Linked DNA regions of Muntiacus reevesi: region 1 is linked to region 2. Evidence: chromatin contacts called from public Hi-C data. All regions are on one chromosome and are shown on one strand. Each heading gives the region's core, a stretch centred on a gene start, on an enhancer-like site or on the middle of the called end of the contact. The rest is flanking DNA. Distances are from core to core; before and after follow the strand shown. Region 1 holds the start of PSME4 (proteasome activator subunit 4). Region 2 holds the start of ACYP2 (acylphosphatase 2).

Region 1 (6,199 bases), core at 2,790-5,289, 140 kb after region 2:
CAAGAAACAGAAAAACTAAAATTATCACAGAAAATTCATTCTGTTAGCTGTGATTCCCTTCTTATTAAGAGTTGAGCTCTAAATATACTCTAGTTTAATTGATAAAATGGGTACTATGGCTGGATGAGAGGGTTTTTGGTTGAAAAATTCAAAACTTAAAAATCATATAGGAACCCCCTCATTTCCCAGATCCAATAATCTTGTGACTTTAATAACTGTTGCACAACACGAGTTTAGATAATTGGTTAGAGTGTTTCTAATAGCATTCAAATATTTCTAAATATTATGCTCTGAAAACAGAGATTCATCTATTAATACCTGTCAAAATATCCCTGCCCCCGGTTCCAAATACATCATATACAGAAAAAACCAAGGCGGGAGAAGGCATGGAACTAACGAACTGTCATTTTTGTTCACTAATAAGTGGCTGATCATGTAGTGGGCCAGCAAGTACATCCATGTCATAAATATCTGATGATAATTATCCCTGCCAAATCCTCCAGCTTGAGGGGAAGCCTCTCTCTTTAGAATGTTTTTCATGAAGGGCTACTGTACTTTCAAGGTTTTCCAAGAAAAGTGATCACAGTCTGTTTCCTAGAGGAGTCTGATAAGAAGTCAAGAGTCTCCCTCTGTGGAAGGTCTGACTGAAAGCATACTGAATTGTTATCCTTTGGCAGAGTATCCTGAGCTCTATGAGATAAAAAATGCTTGGGAGTTGGTCTGAGAAGAGAAAATTAACTCCAGACTTTGCATACCATCTCTAATGATGAGTAGCCTTGGTCTTCTGGAGAAACTTAAGGTCTCTTACCTTTCTCACCTGAAGGAGTCTGAATGGTGTTTTCTAGTAAACTTCACATAGGATAACAGGGACTCCATCTTTTTTGCTCCAATAATTCTTTTGATTTTTCCAGTTCAGATATCCATTCCAAGGGAAACTGAGATCACCTGGAACTGCTGTTTCACCTCTTCTCTCTTCTTAGACTTCAACCAATTTAGATGCTAACCATTCTCTTTCAAATATTCTCAACTCCAAGATGTCTGCTTATTCAATGAGATAAAGAGGATAAAGCACAAGCTGAGGGAAGTGCTCAAGAAATGATAGCTAAAACCACTACCATCACTACTGCTAACATATACAACCTCTTGCTTGTCATTCGATCATATCAGCCTGTACAGCATATAATCTTGGGCTGTTAAACATTATTGGAGAAATAACAGGTCACTAATAGAGTCACTAGGTTGTGCAGTCAGGTAATGGTAAATTCATGCTTCCAGCCTTAACTGCCAAGCAATTGTTTCTTTAGTCAATTTTCTGAATTCTAAGATGACTCTAAACCCCTCTTCCCATCTCCTCAAACCTCCTATCCGCCACTTCCTCCCATCACTGTCATTCTCTTGCTTCACCAAAAATAAAGAGAAACCACCAGAAAGACCCCCAACCTCCAGGCACCAAATTTGCAAACCCCTCTGCTTTGGCACCTGTTTTCCCCCTGCTCTCCTCCTCTAACAGAAGGAGAGGATGGTTTACTGCTAAAGGCCAGTGACTTCATGCTCTGTCCCACTCTCTGCATCTTCACCCACATATTTTCAATCTCTCTCTCCACTGGTGCCTTCTCGTCAGTATTTCAAAACAGTCCACTTTCAAAAATTCTTTTCATTCCAGCTACCTTCTTATCTTTCTCGTGTTCTTCCCACCCAAACTATCAAAAAATGTTGTCCACCTTGGCTGTCTCTATTTACTTCCCATTCATCCTTTATCACTGCTATCTGTTTTCCATTCCTAGACTCCACTGAAACTGTTCTTATCTGTTTTATCAATAACTCCAATAAGCCATTCTCTGATCTCATTTCATTTTACCTCCCAGCTACCTTTGCTATTATTAACAAATTCCTTTATCTGAAACAGTTTTTTAAAAAGCTCACTTTCCTACAACACCTACCTCTTAGACTGTTTCTTGTGAGTATTCTTTGTAGTCTCTCTCCTCTATCCATCTCTAAACATGGAGTTCCTTAGACTGTGGTCAAGGGCTCTATTCTATTCATTCTATTAAACTAATTAAACAAGGAGGCCATTAGACCAAGGTGTCTCTAATGCCTTGGTGGGCTATGTAAGCAAACCAAAGCCTAAGTGTGTAAATGCCTCAAGATTATGAAATCTAAGCACTAAAGACAACAATCAAAGATAGCTAACTAGGCTTTCAGTTGTAGCCAATCATATAATTTCCTACCTTTGCTTCTACAATTTATAGGTCATTCCCTGGCTTCCGTCCCTGGTGTTGCCCAATTCCAATCAATTTTTGCTCACGTAAACTCTTAAAATTTTTACTGTGCCTCCATTTATCTTTTAACAGTACTCTATATCTCATGCCCTCCAATTCACCTATATGCTATATCCCCTTTTAGATGACCCTCCTGATCCATACATGAAAATATTTTTCCATTCCTTAGGCATTCTGCCTCCATTGCTGTTTCTGCTGTGCTTTTATCTGTTTCCCAAGCCAAAAATCTGACACCATCCTGACTTTTTCCCAGTTTCACTCTTCACATCTAATCACCTACCAAACTCAAGCCATTCTTGCTGAAATAGCTCTTGAATCATTTCAACCAACATGCAGCCCACCATTATGTCACATCTCCTTAAGGGATCTGCCAGTTTCCAACCCTGTCTGTTCTAATCCATCTCCACACAAAATCAGAGTGATTCTTCAGAAATGTAAATTATACCATGCCACTTTTATGCTTAAAATTTTTCAGCTTCTTGTTGCCTTTAAGATAAAGTTCTATAAACTCCTTAGCATGTCCTTCGAAGTCTCATTCTTCACTCCCCTCTCTGCAAGCAATCTTTATTCTGAACTTTGAATTCCTAGAATGCAAGGTTGCAGTCTGAGCTGCTTCCTCAGCTCTTAAAAAAAAAAAAAATTGCTTATTTAATTAAACGGTAATTGCTTTGCATGATTGTGTTCGTTTCTGCCAAACATCAACATGAATCAGCCACAGGTATATGTCCCTTCCCTCTTGAACGCTGTTTTTTCTTCTAACAAATTTTGCACTCAATCCTTAAGCTCAACTTGAGGTATCATTTCTATAAACTACCTGACACCCCGTTCTGTCTGAAATCCTCTTCAGATATTCTCAAGACATCCTTTACTTATCTAGCAATTAAGGGCAGTACTGTTTTGTAATTGGTTACTCCTTAGTCAACAGTTCCGCATTACCGTAAAGTACTTGGAAGGCAGAAACCAGGTGTTCTGAAACTTTGCATCTCAAGGGCCTAAAAGGAGTGTTTGACACACAGTAGTAGGTCAATTAATGTTTTTGAATATTTATTGAATTCCTTTTTCTGAAACGAGGGCGGCCAAAAGAACGCCAGAAAGACGAGAGTTTAGAGGGGACAGGGTAAAAAACCTACAAGCAACAAGTGGGATGGACGGAGTACCTAGGTTTTTCCATAAACGGCGTCGCCGTTTTTTCCAACTACGTCGTCGCTTTGCCTCGACCGAGGCCACGGCGACTACAAGCTCGCGAGGCAGCCGCAGGGAGGGCGCGCGACCCCACGCAAGGAAGGACAATAGCTTGGAACTTGGCCTCGTGTTTCCGGTGGGACAGCCTCGCGCTCAGCCGGTGAGACCTGGGGGTGGGGGCTCCGAGCCCGGCCCACGGCGAGGAAGGCGCGGCACCCAGGGTTCCCGCCGCCGCCGCCGCCGCCGTAGGTGTCGCCACCGCCTCCTCCCACCTCTCCGTCGCCCCGCCCCGCCCCGCTCCGCCCCGGAAGTGACCTGAGGCCCATCCGGAAACTCCGGGCCGGGCGGTGCAGCGTCACCAGCCGAGCCGGTGCGGGGCGGGCGGAGCGGCCGCTGCAGCCGCCAACGAACCCGGGACCGCGCGGGGACAGCAGCGCGCCGGCCAGGGGAGGGGGCCCAGCGATCGGGCCGAGGGCGAGGGGCCGCCGGCGGCCGCAGGGCGACGACGACGCGGAGGAGGCGGAGCCCGGAGAGGGGTGGGGGCCGGGGAGGGATAGGGTGGGAGGGGGTTAGGGGGCTGTTCCTGGTCTCATGGAGCCGGCCGAACGGGCGGGCGTCAGGGATCCCCTGGAGCCGGGCGGGCCCCTGGGTCCGGACCGCCAAGGCTTCGTCCCGCAGAAGGAGATCGTCTACAACAAGCTGCTGCCCTATGCCGAGCGGCTGGACGCCGAGTCCGACTTGCAGCTGGCCCAGATCAAAAGCAACCTGGGCCGGGCGGTGCAGCTCCAAGAGCTGTGGCCTGGGGGCCTCTTCTGGACCAGGAAACTCTCCACGTAAGTGTGCCAGGGCTTGCAGGATGGCCGGAGGCAAAGACTCGGTGTGAGGGTGTCCGCGGTCTGGGGGAGGCTCTTTGTCCGCAGCGGACCGCTGGACTGCCCCCGACTCTGCCCCGGTTCGGGCGGATCGTTTCGGTGCAGTATGCCCCAGGGTCGCGACTCGAGCCTCCATGCCACTTTCCCACGGGATCTCCCCGGTTCTCACCAGCCCGCTACGTCCTTCGCAGGTGCTTCTCCTCGAGGTTTCGGGTTGCTGTCTTCGGATATTCGGGGCCCCAGGGAGCCGGAAGGGCACTGGACCCCCCAGGGAAAGAGATGAGCGGTCCCCCTGGGGTCCTTCTTGGACCTTTGCCGGTGACGGGAGGGAGCAGAGAGGATTCGAGCGAACAACTTTTGACTTTTCCTGGTGTTGCCTCCGGTTCTTTCTCCCCCTACGGTTCCCTGCGTCTTCCTGTCTCTTAATTCGTGTCTGATAACTTTCTGAATGGGAAGGAGGCCGTAGGGAACTTGTAGGTTCTGCTTTTGGGGGCCTTCTCAGGCTTTGCGGGTTTACTTGAAAAGATTGATTTAAAATCAGCCTTCAGCGCGTTCTTGGGCTGTGTATCAGACGTTGATGTTGAGAATGCCGAGTCTGAGAACCTCGGGAAAAGTGTGTGTTACTCCTGTGTGAATGTGCGATACTAAGGAAAATAGAGGAGAGAGCTGTCAGGTTGTCCTGGGCGTGATTAGTATCGGGCTTGTGTTAGTTTATGAGCTGTTCAGATGAATATAGATTACTTAAATCAGTTTCGGTTCTATTCTTTGTTACTTTTTAGCGGGGGGCGCATAACCTGTCTGTAAACAAAGTAAAATACAATTGGGGGAAAGGTTAGAGACTTTATTTGTTAGGTGGGCATCTTCACTGTGTCAGAAGAACTTTTTTAAAAGAGAATTTTGCTGTATCTTGTTTGATTAAGTGTACATAAAATCCGGTAATACTGTATGTTCACGCTTGTGGGTATGGATGGGTGAACATACAAGACATAAGTCAGTTATCCAGTGTTTACCCAAATCTGCTGAGTGAACTGGGTGATGACTCAGGGTTTTGTAATGCAATAGTCTTCTCTACATTTCCTCACAGGATGATTCTTATCTGCCAATTATTAAGGAGCCTCTGACAAATTTCTCATTCCTAAATGGCTGTGGTGGTGGGAATAATTACTTTGTAAATTAAGGAGTAAAACTAAAACAGTTAGTTTGCCCTTTTCAAAGAGTGACCATAAAATGTCAAGGTTAACAACTCTTCTCTTGATTAGAGTGTAAAGAAGTTTGTGGCATGGAGAAGAACCACTTTTAGTCACAGCAAAAGAATGTTTTATAAATGATTAAAAGTCACAGTTTTTAAAAGCTTCCTAGGTATTTTTGTTACTTGGGTACTGTAAAAATAAAGTTATTTTGTTCCAGTAATTCCTCATTTTAATCACTTAGATTAAGGAGAATAACCATTTTGTGAGACACAAACAGCTCCTTTTAGAATCAGGATGTATAAATAGATCAGTGTGTGAATTTGTATCAGGTTTGGATATATTGAGAATCTACACAGGCATAGTTAAGCACTTTCTTCTGATATTTTTATTGTTACTGAGCTTGGCAAATTAACACCAGGATATTTATTGTTTTGGGCTTATTAGGTATCTTTACCTGGAAAGGGCTAAAAATACAGTGGAGAACAGTCCTTGGTGTTTAGGGCAAGATTACAATTAAATGGCTTAATAATCTGCAAACCTCAAACCATTTATCTCTTAATTAACCAGGAAGAAGTGCTATTAGAATTTTATTTTGGAACATTGTTTAAATTCTGTAAGCTGATTCTTGGGATCGCGCTATGACATTTTGAACTTGGTGGGACATGTTGTAATCTTG
Region 2 (6,958 bases), core at 4,105-6,604:
CTCCCTGTAACCTGGAAAAGTTATTTCATTATGTCTTAATTTCTCTACTTGTTAAATGAGGAAGCTGGCTGAGGTCATAGGGTTCAGGATTAAATGAGTACAGAGCTTGGCACATCCTAAATCCTCAGCAAATGTCAGTGTCTATATGTGCAAATATGTGACTATGTGTTTGTCCCACATACTAGGCCTTGATAAGCCAATAGTATGCATGTTCTCTCACAACTTAATGACTGAAAAACAACTCTTTTCCATTTAATACACTGTAAACAACAGAGATTATTGCCCTAAAGCTGACTTTTAAACCTGACTATTTGTGTATGGGGCTTCCCGGGTGGCGCTAGTGGTAAAGAACCCACCTGCCAATGTAGGTGATATAAGAGACTCAGGTTCAATCCCTGGATCAGGAAGATCCTCTGGAGAAGGGCATGGCAACCCACTCCAGTATTCTTGCCTGGAGAATCCAATGGACAGAGCAGCCTGGCAGCCAATGGTCCACAGGGCCACAAAGAGTCAGACACAAAGGACTGAGCCCACATGCAGTAGGATGCTCAGCACATGGAACACTCTCAGTAAATGTCATACAGGTGTGAGTGCACACACACAGCTACTCCCATATTTGTCTAGTAAACAAAATACTTTGTCAAGTGACCTCTGTCACCATTTTCATATTTTATGTCATATTTTATGTGTTTCAATGACTGTTTGTGTCCGTTTTCAATGTAGATTACCATGTCCCTGGGTATACCAAAGACATGGTAAGGCATGAAGGGTACAAGGCATGAATAATTTTAAGTAATCAATTTTTTTATCTTCAACTCCCATATATATTTTTCCCCCTAAAACTGACCTGTCTTGAGGAGACAACAGTAGTCTGTCTTTATTTTCTTTTCTTATATTCCTTTCCAGTTACCCTTTGAAAAAAGGGCCTATTTCTTTACAAAAGACATACTTTCACACAATCTTTAGCTTATTCAGGTACATTGCCCCAAGGTGCAAAAACCTCTAAGTATCAAAATACAAAGATAATTTAACCCTCTAATCAAGGTTTCATGAAACACCCCCAGCTTTCTCCTGAAGAAATAAATTTCCAAACAAATTTACCTTCTAAATAATGTTTATATTTTTAAATATATTTATATTATTTTCATCATATGTATTCTGATAAGAGTCACAATAGTAATTTAAGTCAGAATTTTAAAAAAAGGAAGAATAGAGCTTTATGGTCAAAGGAAATTAAGAAAATATATTATATATACATATATATGTACATACAAACTGCAGAAAAGTTCAATGGGTCACCAATCAGAACCACTAAAGCATAACACTCAGGTAAAATTCTGTGGGGGAAATTGAATGGAAATCAAATTCAAACAGAAAAAAGTATGATGCAAACTTGGGTGCAATCTCAAAAATGGCAGAACGATCTCTGTTCTTTTCCAAGTCAAACCATCTAATATCACAGGAATCCAAGTCTATGCCCCAACCAGTAATGCTGAAGAAGCTGAAGCTGAACGGTTCTATGAAGACCAACAAGACCTTCTAGAATTAACACCCCAAAAAAGATGTCTTTTTCATTATAGGGGACTGGAATACAAAAGTAGGAAGTCAAGAAACACCTGGAGGAACAGGCAAATTTGGCCTTGGAGTACAAAATGAAGCAGGGCAGAGGCTAATAGAGTTTTGCCAAGAGAATGCACTGGTCATAGCAAACAGCTTCTTCCAACAACACAAGAGATGACCCTACACACGGACATCACCAGATGGTCAATACCAAAATCAGATTGATTCTTTGCAGCCAAAGATGAAGAAGCTCTATACAGGCAGCAAAAACAAGACCGGGAGCTGACTGTGGCTTAGATCATGAACTCCTTATTGCCAAATTCAGACTTAAATTGAAGAAAATAGGGAAAACCACTAGACCATTCAAATATGACCTAAATCAAATCCCTTATGATTATACAGTGGAAGTGACAAATAGATTCAAGGAATTAGACCTGATAGACAGAGTAACTGAATAACTATGGACAGATGTTCACGACATTGTACAGGAGGCAGGGATCAAGACCATTCCCAAGAAAAAGAAATGCAAAAGGCAAAAATGGTTGTCTGAGGAGGCCCTACAAATAGCTGAGAAAAGAAGAGAAGCTAAAGGCAAAGGAGAACAGGAAAGATATACCCATCTGAAAGCAGAGTTCCAAAGAATAGCAAGGAGAGATAGGAAAGCCTTCCTCAGTGATCAAAGCAAAGAAATAGAGGAAACAACTGAATGGGGAAAGACTAGAGATTTCTTCAAGAAAATTAGAGATGCCAAGGGAATAGTTCATGCAATGATTAGCACAATAAAGGACAGAAATGGTATGGACCTAACAGAAGCAGAAGATATTAAAAAGAGGTGGCAACCAAATACCTTTTCCACTGAGGTCTTTAAAGGAAAATGGAATTCTGGTTCATACTGTGGTCTCTTGCAACCTCAGGTCTTTAATGTGATCACTTTCAAATTTAAAAGATCCAGGTGGAAATATTTTAACTATGCTGGTAATAATTCTACAGAATACCTGAATTCTTAACACTGTTGTGTTTCAGTATAAGTGGTGACTTTTTCTTTTTATGTCTTTGATCTGGTTTCATTCCTGTAATACAGCCACCCGATTTTGTGAGGGGGGGAATAATAATGCGGTTTTTGTACAAAAATGTTTCTCAGTGTGTTATTTTGGAAAAGTGAAGGGAGGGAGTTTGGGGAGACTGGAAGAAATTGATCAAGAAGGCCTAATCTCCCTCTTTTTCAGTGAATAAGTGGAACATCATTTCTGGGAAAAAAATAAAAAATAAAAAGAGGTGGCAAGAATACACAGAAGAACTGTATAAAAAAGATTTTCATGACCCAGTTAACCACGATGGTGTGACCACTCACCTAGAGCCAGACATCCTGGAATGCAAAGTCAAGCGGACCTTAGGAAGGAAGCATCACTATGAACAAAGTTAGTGGAGGTAATGGAATTCCAGTTGAGCTATTCCAAATCCTCAAAGACAATGCTGTGAAAGTGCTGCACTCAATATGCCAGCAAATTTGGAAAACTCAGCAGTGGCCACAGGCCTGGAAAAGGCCAGTTTGCATTCCAATCACAAGGAAAGGCAATGCCAAATAATGTTCAAACTACCGCACAATTGTACTCATGCAAGCAAAGTAATGCTCAAAATTCTCCAAGCCAGACTTCAACAGTATGTAAACCGTAAACTTCCAGATATTCAAGTTGGATTTAGAAAAGGCAGAGGAACCAGAGATCAAATTGCCAACATCCATTGGATCATCAAAAAAGCAGGAAAGTTCCAGAAAAACATCTACTTCTGCCTTATTGACTATGCCAAAGCCTTTGACTGTGTGGATCACAACAAAATGTGGAAAATTCTTGAAAGAGATGGGAATACCATCGCCTGAGAAATTTGTATGCAGGTCAAGAAGCAACAGTTAGAACTGGGCACAGTTAGAACTGGGGACAACAGACTAGTTCCAAATTGGGAAAGAAGTACATCAAGGTTGTATATTGTCACTCTGCTTATTTAACTTATATGCAGAGTACATCATGCAAAATGCTGGACTGGATGAAGCACAAACTGGAATCAAGATTGCCAGGAGAAATATCAATAACCTCAGATATGCAGATGACACCACCCTTATGGCAGAAAGTGAAGAAGAATTAAAGAGCCTCTTGATGAAAGTGAAAAAGGAGAGTGAAAAAGTTGACTTTAAACTCAACATTCAGAAAATGAAGATCATGGCATCCTGTCCCATTACTTCATGGCAAATGTATGGAAACAGTGAGAGACTTTATTTTGGGGGGGCTCCAAAATCACTGCAGATGGTGACCTCAGTCATGAAATTAAAAGACACTTGCTCTTTGGAAGAAAAGCTATGACCAACCTACACAGCATAATAAAAAGCAGAGACATTACTTTGTCAACAAAGCTAGTCTAGTCAAAGCTATGGTTTTCCAGTAGTCATGTACAGATGTGAGAGTTGGACTATAAAGAAAGCTGAGCCTGGAAGAATAGATGCTTTTGAACTGTGGTGTTGGAGAAGACTCTTGAGAGTCCCTTGGCCTGCAAGGAGATTCAACCAATCCATCCTAAAGGAAATCAGTCCCGAATATTCATTGGAAGGACTGATGCTGAAGCTGAAACTCCAATACTTTGGCCACCTGATGGAAAGAACTGACTCATTTGAAAAGACTCTGACGCTGGGAAGGACTGAAGGCAGGAGGAGAGGGATATGACAGAGGATGAGATGGTTGGATGGCATCATCAGCTCTATGGACATGAGTTTGAGCATGCTCCAGGAGTTGGTGATAGACAGGGAAGTCTGGCAAGCTGCAGGCCATGGAGTCCCAAGAAGTCCAAAACCGCTCAGTGACTGAACTGAACACTTTCTGTTTTGAACCAATGATGGCAAATATTAAATCACCACCATATTTATATTCCACTGGATAAATTTCAGTGATTTTTAACATTTTAATTTAGAAATAATGGTAGTTACTATAAGCCAGACATTACATCCTTTGCAACGATTTAAACTTATGACGGAACAAAAAGAAGATAACAACTTAATAATTCCTTTAGGAGCTACACGGGCAAAAGTATTATCATCCTACAAAATGAAGCCTCCAACACCATCTAGGAGTCTATTCTGAAACAAGTCAACCACAGTAGTTTCAGTGGGAAGTAACGGGGATCACTAGTTCAAGGACCCTCCTGTTTTCCTCCCCCACTTCGGTTTGCCTTCTTGATCCGGTCCCTTGCACCCGCTTAGGTGGCCCACTCCCCGCGCCCGGCTGTTCCTCCGTCTCCCAGCCTTTCTCCCTGAGGAGTCTCCGCTCTCCTCCCCGCCCTCCCCAGCTCTCCTGCGCATGCGCCCTTGGTCTCCTTCCCGCCCGCTCTTGCTGTGTCATGGCTGGGCGGAAGTCCCAGCCTCAACAGGGCAGGGGCTCCTAAGGATGGGCTGTCCTTGTCGCAGCTTTCTATTCTTCCTCCCCCAACACCTCTTTGACCTCCCGCTGTAGGGCGGTCCCCTACCCTGCACTCTCCCGAACACTTCGTAGTCCACGGATTTGAGTGGCCGGGCGGTAGACATGGCGGCGGCGAGCCCTCTGCCGAGGAGCCGGAGCGGGGTTCGGGGCGCGGTGACTCCGGCGGCCGCGAGAGGGAGGGGGCACATGGGACCGCTTGGCGCACCCCGCGTCTGACACCGGCCCGGGACGCGACGCGCCGGGGTCACGCGTTGGGAGGTGGCAAATGAGACGGCGGGGACTGGGAGCGAGGGCAGCTCGGGATGCCTGGAAGGCAGAGGCCGCTGGGCCCGCGGCGGCCGGAGGGCTCCTTTCCCCGCCCGTCCCTCCTCGGGGAACTGGACTCGCTTCCCAGGAGGGATGCCCGCTCCGCGGCCCTGCGACTTAATGGACCGCGGCGCTCCGTCCTCTGTGTCTGTAAACAAAAGCCGGAGGTTCGGCCCAGACGTGGGTAGTTTGGTACCCTAAAATGATTGCTTCCGAAATGAAAGATCTGCTAGCCCAGTAATTCAGAGTACTTGGTTAGTAAATTTTTATTAAACGTTTAGGTAACTGCCACATCTAGGGAGTGATTTTGAGCCGTTCTTACGGTGGCGACAGCATCTGCTTCTCTATTAAGTCAGGAAGGCTTTGGGCCTGAATCCATATTCGAAATGGATTCTGATATATTCTAGGACAAGAAACCTTAAAAATTTAAACGCGTTAAACAAAAAAATCTTGTCTGCTGTTAACGGATATAGCTTTTTTAAGGTCTTTGTTCAGCAATACCCCCAATTGCCTAGAAGGTTAAAGCAGTTATATACTTTAGAAAATTTTACTTCCTCGTGAGACTGTTATGTCTTAAAGCAACCCACCACTACACAGAATGTGGATGCAGCTATTGATAATCTGCTGTCTTCTAGAATTACAAATCCTTTTACTTTTGAGAATTTGCCTTTTCAACATATTTATTGGTTTCAATACTTTGAATCTGGCCACAAAGTTAAAACAATCTTTTGCAATCTGATTCAACATTATGTGCTAATTCTGTTAGTACCCCCCAATTGATCTAAAACTTGGTTAGAACGTGGTTAAACCATTTTAAATATATTCTGGGGGTGCTAATCCAGTTAATTTTATGTAATGAAGATCATGGTTTATTGCAGAGTCCTCATAACTTATTCTTCCTCTCATCTCCCTTTCAGTTAATTCTATGCAGATCCTAGAATCAGTGTAGGTCTCATGTCATTCTTTTCAGTAACATATCTTCAACGTCTCTACAGTGCATTCCAAATAAAACCATCCCATTCAGTGGACATGAATTTGAGCAAACCCAGGAGAGAGTGAAGGACAGAGGAGCCTGGTGTTCTACAGTTCATGGGTTCGCAAAAAAGTCAGAGACGACTTAGCGACTGACCAACTTCAGCATCCACTAATCTCTTATTACCTGCTTCTACCCATCCTGTAGGTTTTATTGCTGTTTAGTCGCTAAGTCATGTCGGACTCTTTTGCAACCACATGGACTGTAGCCCGCCAGTCTCCTTAGTCAATAGGATTTCCCAGGCAAGAATACTGGAATGGGTTGCCATTTCCTTCTCCAGGGCAATCTTCCTGACTCAGGGATGGAACCCACCTTTACTGCCTTGCGGGCTGATTCTTTAATCCTGCAGGTTATAGGTAGCCTATTTTAAGGACACTGGGATTACTCTGCTGTCTGAACACACCCTGACTTTTGAAAAAACAAAAAACCTTTGCTCTTGGATCTACTTTATCTAGAATACCTACTCTAGTTCCCAAATCTTCCCCTAGCCTGTTCAGTGGCCTATGCAAGTACTTACTGATTTCATCCTAATTATTTGCTATCTTCCACACTAGTACTGTGCATTCTAAGAAGTAAGATCTCAAACTGGGTCCTATTC

The links. Hi-C and Micro-C count contacts between places; a contact is called where the count stands out from the background.
Region 1: a contact with region 2 is called in a Hi-C map of muscle, with 3 times the contacts expected there. The contact joins the promoter of PSME4 here to the promoter of ACYP2 in region 2. A contact is called at or near these places in 2 of 3 Hi-C or Micro-C datasets (blood and muscle).

Annotation. Positions count from the first base shown.
Region 1 is chr3:66,752,592-66,758,790 of mMunRee1.1, forward strand. PSME4 (proteasome activator subunit 4) reads left to right here and starts at 4,040. Exons shown (of 46, transcript XM_065929294.1): 1 at 4,040-4,294. The coding sequence starts at 4,053.
Region 2 is chr3:66,610,647-66,617,604 of mMunRee1.1, forward strand. It overlaps ACYP2 (acylphosphatase 2), which reads right to left and starts at 5,355. Exons shown (of 4, transcript XM_065929295.1): 1 at 5,068-5,355. The coding sequence starts at 5,209.